2 separate regions of the Sus scrofa genome follow, and region 1 is linked to region 2. The links are chromatin contacts, called in public HiChIP or PLAC-seq maps. All regions are on one chromosome and are shown on one strand. The core of a region is the stretch at or near the end of the contact, and the rest is flanking DNA. Distances in the headings are between cores, read along the strand shown.

What was found. HiChIP or PLAC-seq counts read pairs in DNA pulled down with a chosen protein or histone mark.
Region 1: a contact with region 2 is called in an H3K27ac HiChIP or PLAC-seq map of alveolar macrophages. The contact joins the promoter of MZF1 here to the promoter of ZNF584 in region 2. A contact is called at or near these places in 11 of 47 Hi-C or Micro-C datasets (alveolar macrophages, blood, embryonic fibroblasts and 6 more) and 2 of 2 datasets of contacts at active chromatin or transcription factors (alveolar macrophages and skeletal muscle).

What each region holds. Positions count from the first base shown.
Region 1 is chr6:63,122,314-63,126,606 of Sscrofa11.1, forward strand. It overlaps MZF1 (myeloid zinc finger 1), which reads right to left and starts at 1,712. Exons shown (of 6, transcript XM_021097358.1): 1 at 1,635-1,712. LOC110261337 (tigger transposable element-derived protein 1-like) reads left to right here and starts at 1,621. Exons shown (of 3, transcript XR_002345404.1): 1 at 1,621-1,704.
Region 2 is chr6:62,988,985-62,992,995 of Sscrofa11.1, forward strand. It overlaps ZNF584 (zinc finger protein 584), which reads left to right and starts at 2,230. Exons shown (of 3, transcript XM_021097413.1): 1 at 2,230-3,830. The coding sequence starts at 3,813.

The DNA of each region.
Region 1 (4,293 bases), core at 462-2,961, 130 kb after region 2:
AACTTCCCCTCCACTCGCGCTGCTCCTTCTGCAGCAGGAGGTAAAGTGCAAGATTTGTGAAGAAATCTGAGTTTATTGATGGTGTGAATTCGGGTTCGAAGGCCGTCTGATCCTGGGAGTCTATCCTTCACTCCTCAAGATTCCAAGTCAACCGAAACCTCAGGAGAAAGCTGGGCCTTAGCGATCGAGCCGGCCCTTCGGAGCTCGATAAACTACATTTACCAGAAGTCTTGGCTGGCCATGTCTGCTTTAGGAAGCCGGGGCAGGTCCGGGTGCCGCCATGGCAACTGGGGGCGGGGTTTCCAGATTCCGTCGCCGTGGCAACGGCCAGGGATTGGCGAGCTTCGCACAACAGCACTGAGCCGGTCCACAGGGAGCGCCCAGGCCCCTGCTCCGCGCTCCTGGTCCCGCTGGGCCGCCGCCCGGGTCCCTGCCCGCACCTTCCCGATCGAGGGGCGCCCGCCCTCACCTCCGCACTCAGCGGGCCGCTCCGTGCTCCTGAGCATGCGCGCTCCCGACTTCCCCCGCCCCGACGGACTTTGTCTCCCAGAATGCTCCACGCACCAGCCCGGGCGCCGCCTCGCCCTTCCCGCAAGCTCGTCTCAGTTTCCGCCCTCCTCCCGCTGTCCCCCGGGGCAGCGTCGTTCGCCACGATCGGATCACACTCCGGGCCGCGCCTTCCTGCGCTCCCAGCCTCACATCCAAGCGTCAGGGGCCCGTCGACGCGCGCAAGCTTCCCAGGGGGCAACAGGAGGCAGCACCGCCTGCCCAACAGCGCATGCCCTCCACAACGTCTTCCTCCATTCTCTACGCGGCTCCTAGGGATTAGCAGGACCCTGAACCAATCACGGCCCTCGCTTGGATTCCGTCAGCCCCTTTCTCCATGGCAACCCCCTGCAGAGACTGGGCCACCCGTGCCGTCGCCCACAGGACCGCAAGCGAGCCTCTCGCGCTTTCGCCCGGGAGAGGGGCTTAGCCCAGCCGTTTCTGGGAGGCGTGGCGGCCGGCCCTCTGCGCGCGTGCGCGCAACGCGAAGATGCTCTTTTGTGCCAGCGGACCGTAGGCGGCCCGGGCGTCTCCATGGTAACCGCGCGGGTGGTGCCGGCGCTTTCCAGTGCAACCATGGGTACCCGCAGGCGTCTGCAGGAGGATGGGAGAGATGGGAGGAGGTGATGCCGAGCGAGAGAGACTGCGAGGACTGACAGACAGACACTGAGGAGCGGGGGCGGGGCAGGCTGTGACTAGAGACAGTGAAAGTAAGTGAACAGCCCCCGGGACAGAGACACGGGCAGGACAGAAAGAACGAAGATTTCTGCTCTCAGAGTCCTAAACTGTGCGATAAGAAGACAGGGAGGCAGGGCTGGGTAGACTTGTGTCAGGACCGTTAACAAGAGGGAGAGAGATCGGGGCGGGATGGAGAGGAAAGGAGAGACAGGAGAGGGAGAATTCGTTTACGGCGACAAGACGTGCAGATCGAGTTTCAAGGGATAGAGATCAGGAGTACAGAAGCAAGAGGCGAGAAAGGGACAGAAATTAGAGGTACAGTAAAATAGATCGAGAGTTTCAAAGACTCGGGGAAAGGTGACAGCAAGAAGAGAGACGGAGCGGGAGGGACGCTTGTGAAGAAAACTTACACAAAACTTGACAATAAGACAAGAAAGATGTCTGGAAGCCTTCGCACCATCTCTGCCAAGTCTCCTTCAGGTCATCTGATTTCCTAACCAGAGCAACGACTTCTCACTTCACTGCTTTTGATCAGAGTCCAGATACTGTGAAGTTAGATGCTAACTTGTAGAAGGTTGATAGACTGTAGTGCTTTCTGTTCAGTAGAAAAGGGTACCCCAAGTTTTTTGTTTTTATCACACTGTAGGACACTAAGCAGGATACTAAGTGCTGGGCCTCTCCACTGCCTTGTGAAGCGCTACTAATCCCACTTTGCTATTTTCTTTCTTTGCTTTTTAGAGCCGCACCCGCGGCAACATGGAGGTTCCCAGGCTAGGGGTGGAATCAGAGCTTCAGCCGCTGGCCTACACCACAGCTCACGGCAACGCGGGATCTTTAACCCGCTGAGCAAGGCCAGGGATCGAACCCGCATCCTCATGGGTCCTAGTCGGGTTCGTTAACCGCTGAGCCACGAAGGGAGCTCCCACACTTTTATTTCATTATTCCTTCTTTCTTCTTTCACCCCCTCTGCTGTTCCTTCTCTCTCATATTCCCAGAACCACCTGTGTCACCTTGCTAGTTCCCACCGAGGTAGATAAGTCTTTGACGCGTATGTTTTTTGCTCTTTCGAAATTATGTTTTGACAGTCTGAAAGGGCACAGTTCCCCGGAATGAGGAAACAGTGAGACACCGCCGGGAAGGGAGGGAGATTAGGGAGGACGATGGAGAGAGAGAGAGACTGAAAGTAGAACTCGGGGAAAGACAGGAGAGGTCTTAATGGGCGAGAAAGCCAGCCTTGGGCAGAGGTGGCCTCTGGCGCCCCAGCCTGGACCCCGCGCTCGGCCACCTCGTCGCCGAACTACGTTCCCATATCCCGGCGGGCCCGGGGGACCGCGCAGCGCCGGAGCGCCGTCGGGCGGGCCCCAAGCGGCCCCCTCCAATCCCGGCCGTCGCCTGGCAACCTCCGCTTCCGCCGATAAGATGGAGGCTGGGATCGGCGGCCACCGGGAAGCGGTGCCTGGGGCAGGAGATGGGTTGGGGCCGCAGCCCCGCCGGCCTAGTTGAGGCAGCCGGCCCGCGTCGTGGTCCGGAGATGAGGGCGGTCGGCCGCGGGGGACCCGGGGGCTCCGGCCAAGGGGCTTAGGCGCAGGTACTCTCGGTTCCGGTGGGGGGAAGGGAACGGAGACCTCGGGCCGGCCAATCGGAGCCTTCGGCGGCCCCGCGGCCTTCTGGGAAATGTAGTCTCACGCCTCCCCTGGAGGCGGGCTTGGGGACTTTATATAGAGTAGGAGGGAGAGGATGAAGGATCGAGTGAATGTAACTGAAGTTTGTGGGGAGTTCCTGCTGTGGTGCAGCGGGTTGCCGCAGCCACGGCTTGGATTCGATTCCTGGCCCGGGAACTCCATATGCCACGGGTGCGTCCAAGAAAGAAAGAAAAGGAGTTCCCTTCGTGGCTCAGCGGTCAACCTACCCGACTACGATCCATGAGGCTGCGGGTTCGATCCCGGCCTCGCTCAGCGGCTTAAGGACCCGGCGTTGCCGTGACCTGTGGTGTGGGTCGCAGTCGCGGCTCAGATCTGGCGTGGCTGTGGCTGTGATGTAGGCCGGCAGTTGTAGCTCTGTTTTGACCCCTAGCCTGGGAATCTCCATATGCCACAGATGCTGCAGCCCTAAAAAGCAAGCAAGGGAAAAAAAAAAAAAAAAAAAAAGAAAATTGGAAAATTAGAAAATCATGGGTGAGCAAGCGAAGGCATGAATGTGGAGACGGCGGAATGGGAGCCTGAGCGGTTTGGAATTCAGGGCCCCCACTCGGGGCAGGAAGCCTTTTCTAGACCTGCTTAGACTTTAAGCAAGGCGCAGCCTGTTTCCCTGAAGGTACTCCCCGGTACCGTATCCATTCCCCAAATACAGATTTGTGAGGCATTTGTCCCTGTTTTTCACCCACATTCCTTCAAGAAATTTTCACTGTTTTTATCAAATACTACTTTCACATGATTTGCAGTGCAGAAGGGACAAAGTGAGAAGCCTGCTTCCCACCACTATTTTTTTTTTTTGTCTTTTTGCCTTCTTCTCGGGCCACACCCGTGGCATATGAAGGTTCCCAGGCTAGGGGTCTACTCGAGCTGTAGCCGCCGGCCTACGCCAGAGCTATAGCACACGGCAACGCCAGATCCTTAACCCTGAGCAAGGCCAGGGATCGAACCCGCAACCTCATGGTTCCTAGTTGGATTCATCAACAACTGAGCCACGACAGGAACTCCTCCACTATTTTTGATTTAGTGACTTAGTTGGCAAATGACTACTGGATGTCTCCAAAGTGCCAGGCTCTCTTCCTGGGCCTAGGGACCCAACAGAGTGCTCAGCAGGTACAAGTCCTGCCTTCAAGGTGTGACACAATGCACAATAAAATATAAGTGAAGAGGCTGTTTTGGTCAGGTTACCTCTTTTTTTTTTTTTTTTTTCCTTTTTAGGGCCGTACCTGCAGCATATGGAGGTTCCCAGGCTAGGGGTCAAATCAGAGCTACAGCCATTGGCCCACTCCACAGCAATGCAGGATCTGAGTCGCGTCTGCGAGCTACACCACAGCTCATGGCAATGCTGGATCCTTAACCCACTGAGCAAGGCCTGGGA
Region 2 (4,011 bases), core at 980-3,479:
TGAGGACAACACAGGATCCTTAACCCACTAAGCCAGGCCAGGGATCCATCCTGCAACCTCATGGTTCCTAGTCGGATTCGTTTCTGCCGCGCCGCAGTGGGAATCCCCTCCCTCCCCTTCTGCTCCCCATCTTTGTGGTCTCATCTCTGCTGTGGTCTCTCACATGCTGTCATCTGGCTGGGCCCTGGCCTGCATGGGCAGCTCTTCTGTCCAGACCCTTCCTCAGAACCTTCCATCCCTGAAGACCTTCCCGAGTGTTGACGTGCATGGACGACGAGGGTGCCTCCTCCTCGGACCCAGCTCTCCGTGGACAGCATTGCTATGCTTTAGGTGGCCTGTGTGGGGTGCACAGTGCGGAGGACTCTCTTGAGCAGGTCCCTCAGCAGAGCCCTTCGTGTGCAGGGAGGGTGGCGCTGATGTCCAGGCTAGCTCGGGCCTTGTTCAGCAAGGGCCCGTCCCGGACGGGCCCGCGACCGCGGAGCTCCGGGGAGACCTTCCCCCACAGCTCCAGTCTCAGGCAGCACGCAGGGGTCCCCATGGGACAGCACCTGCGGGAACTCTTTCCCAAAGAGCTCTGCCTCTTCAGCTGCCTGAGATCCCATAGGTATCCACCAGGTGGCAGTGCCTTCTGCAAGAAATCAACTCTCATTACTCAGAGAAAACTGCCCCCTGGAGAAACATCCCTCCAGTGTAAGGAGTGCGGGAATGGCTTCCGCCATCACCACATGGACCACGCAGCAGCAAGTACACCGTGGCTCAGGGGTTCACGAATCCCACCAGGAACCATGAGGCGGCAGCTTCGATCCCTGGCCTTGCTCCGTGGGTTGAGGATCCGGCGTTGCTGTGAGCTGGGGTGTAGGTCGCAGAGGCGGCTCGGATCCCGTGTTGCTGTGGCTGTGGTGTAGGCCAGCGGCTACAGCTCCGATTCGACCCTGTAGCCTGGGCACCTCCATAGGCCGTGAGGCCCTCAAAAGACAAAACACACACACAAAAAAGGAAAGAAAGTACACAGTGAAACAAAATGTTTCAAGTGCTTCCAATGCGAGAAAACATTTAGCCACAAATTCACACTTGCTCAGCACCAGAGAATTCATACTGGGGAAAGGCTTTCTGAGGGCAAAGAATGTGGTGCATTCTTTAGCCAAAACTGCAGCCTTACTTGGCACCAGCGAGCTCACACTGGAGTAAGGCCTTACGGATGCTCTGACTGTGGGACGGTCTATAGCAGAAACTCTTATCTCATTTGGCACCAGAAGGTTCATGTGGAAGGAAGGCCATAAGATTGCCACCAGTGTTGGAAAGTCTTTTTTCTTTTTAGGGGTGCCCTGTGGCATATGGAAGTTCTCTGGGTAGGGGTCGAATTGGAGCTGTAGCCGCCCGCCTAGGCCCCAGCCACAGCAATGCCAGATCTGAGCCATGTCTGCGACCTACACCACAGCTCATGCCAGTGCCAGATCCTTAACCCATTGAGCGAGGCCAGGGATTGAATCCACATTCTCATGGATACTAGTCGGGTTCGTAACCCACTGAACTACAACAGGAATTCCCTCTAGGTGACTTTTGAGTTTGGCATTGAGGCAACTTTTCTTTTTTTTTTCTTTTTCTTTTTTTGTCTTTTTGCCATTTCTTGGGCCACTCTCACGGCATATGGAGGTTCCCAGGCTAGGGGTCGAATCGCAGCTGTAGCCGCCCGCCTACGCCACAGTCATAGCAACGCCAGATCCGAGCCGCATCTGTGACCTACACCACAGCTCATGGCAATGCCAGATCCTTAACCCACTGAGCAAGGGCAGGGACCGAACCCGCAACCTCATGGTTCCTAGTCAGATTCGTTCACCACTGCGCCACGACAGGAACTCTGAGGCAACTTTTCGATACAACACAAAAAGCATGATCCATGAAGAAAGATGTACAGTTGGACTTCTCTAAATAGAAATTCTGCTCTGTGAAAGACAACAAGAAACAGTATGAAATGACAAGTCGTAGTCTAGGAGAAATTATCTGCAAAACGCAAGTCTCATAAAGGATTTTTGGAGCTCCTGTCGTGTCACAGTGGTTAACGAATCCAACTAGGAACCATGAGGTTGTGGGTTCAATCCCTGGCCTTGCTCAGTGGGTTAAGGATCCGGCGTTGCTGTGAGCTGTGGTGTAGGTCGCAGAGGCGGCTCGGGTCTGGTGTTGCTGTGGCTCTGGCACTGGCCGGCAGCTACAGCTCTGATTAGACCCTTAGCCTGGGAACCTCCATATTGCCGGGGGTGCGGCCCTAGAAAGACAAAAACAAACCCACAACTCTCCAGAAACAGCTCCAAGAAGGTACATAAAATGTACTTAGGAACCACACTGTTTTAAGGGGAAAGTGTCTAACAATAAATAGGGCACTATTGCAGATAATTAGGGTATTGCTGTGAAAAAAAGGCTGGCATTGAACACGGATTACATTTATCATCAGCAGATAGACACCTGATAAACAGAATGTATGCTTGTTAAATAGTGCACAGGTGCCAACTCAGGCTTGTGTCTTGGTGACTTGGAGGTTTCTGCTCTCTTCCCCACCCTGTCCCATCCTTGGCTTGTGGAAGGTCCCAGTACAACCTAGGTTCCCAGCGATCATAGCTGCTGCAGTGAAAATGCCTGACCTTTAACCTGGGAACTCCACCCCCCGCCCTTTTTTTTTTGCTCTTTAGGGTCGCACCCGTGGCATCAAAGTTCCCAGGCTAGGGGTCAAATTGGAGCTACAGCATACACCACAGCAACAGCGGCCACTGCAACCTGAGATCCTAGCAGAGTCTGCAGCCTACACTACAGCTCATGGCAAGGCCAGATCCCCAACCCATTGAGCAAGGCCAAAGATGGATCCTGCATCCTTATGGATACTAGTTGGCTTCGTAACCTGCTGAACCAGAACAGGAACTCCCATATTTCTTACTTTAAAAGTACATGTACTTACAATTGTACTGTTCAGCCAATAACAAATATACTTGCCAGTAACAGCACAATGGAGGTGGGTGGGATAAAGCTGTATTGGGCTAAGGAGATGACCCCAAAAAGTAACTCGAATCTAATAAATGCCATACATAATATTAATAAATGGCATAAATAATAAATATTTTTCCAACCTCATCGAATTTTGCACTTGAAATCAGTGAATGTCATTGCACCTTTCTACCTTTGGGGCCACGGCAGCTAAGGGAGACCAGACACTCGCCACGGTCCCCGCGCCTACAGGACGTGGCGGGACTCCCCAACTCCCAAGCCCTGCCCGCGCCGCTTTCCGCGAGCTCGGGGAGCCTCCCGGAGGCCACCCCTCACGTAGACGCTCTATTCCTCCGCCTGGTGTGAGGGCAGGGAGCCGTCGAAATTCGACACCGGAAGTTCCCGCCAAGCTGATGCGGGGCCCCTCCCCTGGGCTATCATTGGCTATGTCCGTTCCTCTGCGCTCATGGGAAGTGTAGTCTTTGAGCGCCCGCACGGGGTCAGAGGTGACGAGAGCTCTGCGTTGCGGGAGTCTAAGGGGCACCGCGGGTGGGACTTCCGGCGTTGCCCTGCGGTTCCGGTTTGGCCCCCGCTGGCTGTCGGTGCGAGCGTTTTGAGGGCAGCGTTGGCACCAGAGACCAACCCGGCGGAGGGAAGCGCAGCGACCCTCTCAGCACCTTTGCTCGCTCCCTGACCCGGGACATAAACCCCTCTTTCTGAGACTGGCTGTGCCACCCTGAGAACCTCTTGACTTAGCTCCTAGGCTTTGGGAGTGTTTTCCTTGTCGGCTTTGGGCTCCTGCTGGTACGGATCTCAGCTGCGTCTGCCGCCAGTTTCCGATGGCCGAGGAGGCGCAGGTGAGTGGGAGGTGCCCCCACCAAAATCTCTTCACCTGGCTCGGCACCCGGCGGGGGCAGACTCTGAACGAGCACTGGAGAGGTGAGGAAGGCTGTGACAGGTGAAGGGACAGTCTGTGCGAAGGGTTACCCACCAGGGTTCTTGGCTTACTTAGTCGGTAGAAATTGATAAGAGACTGGA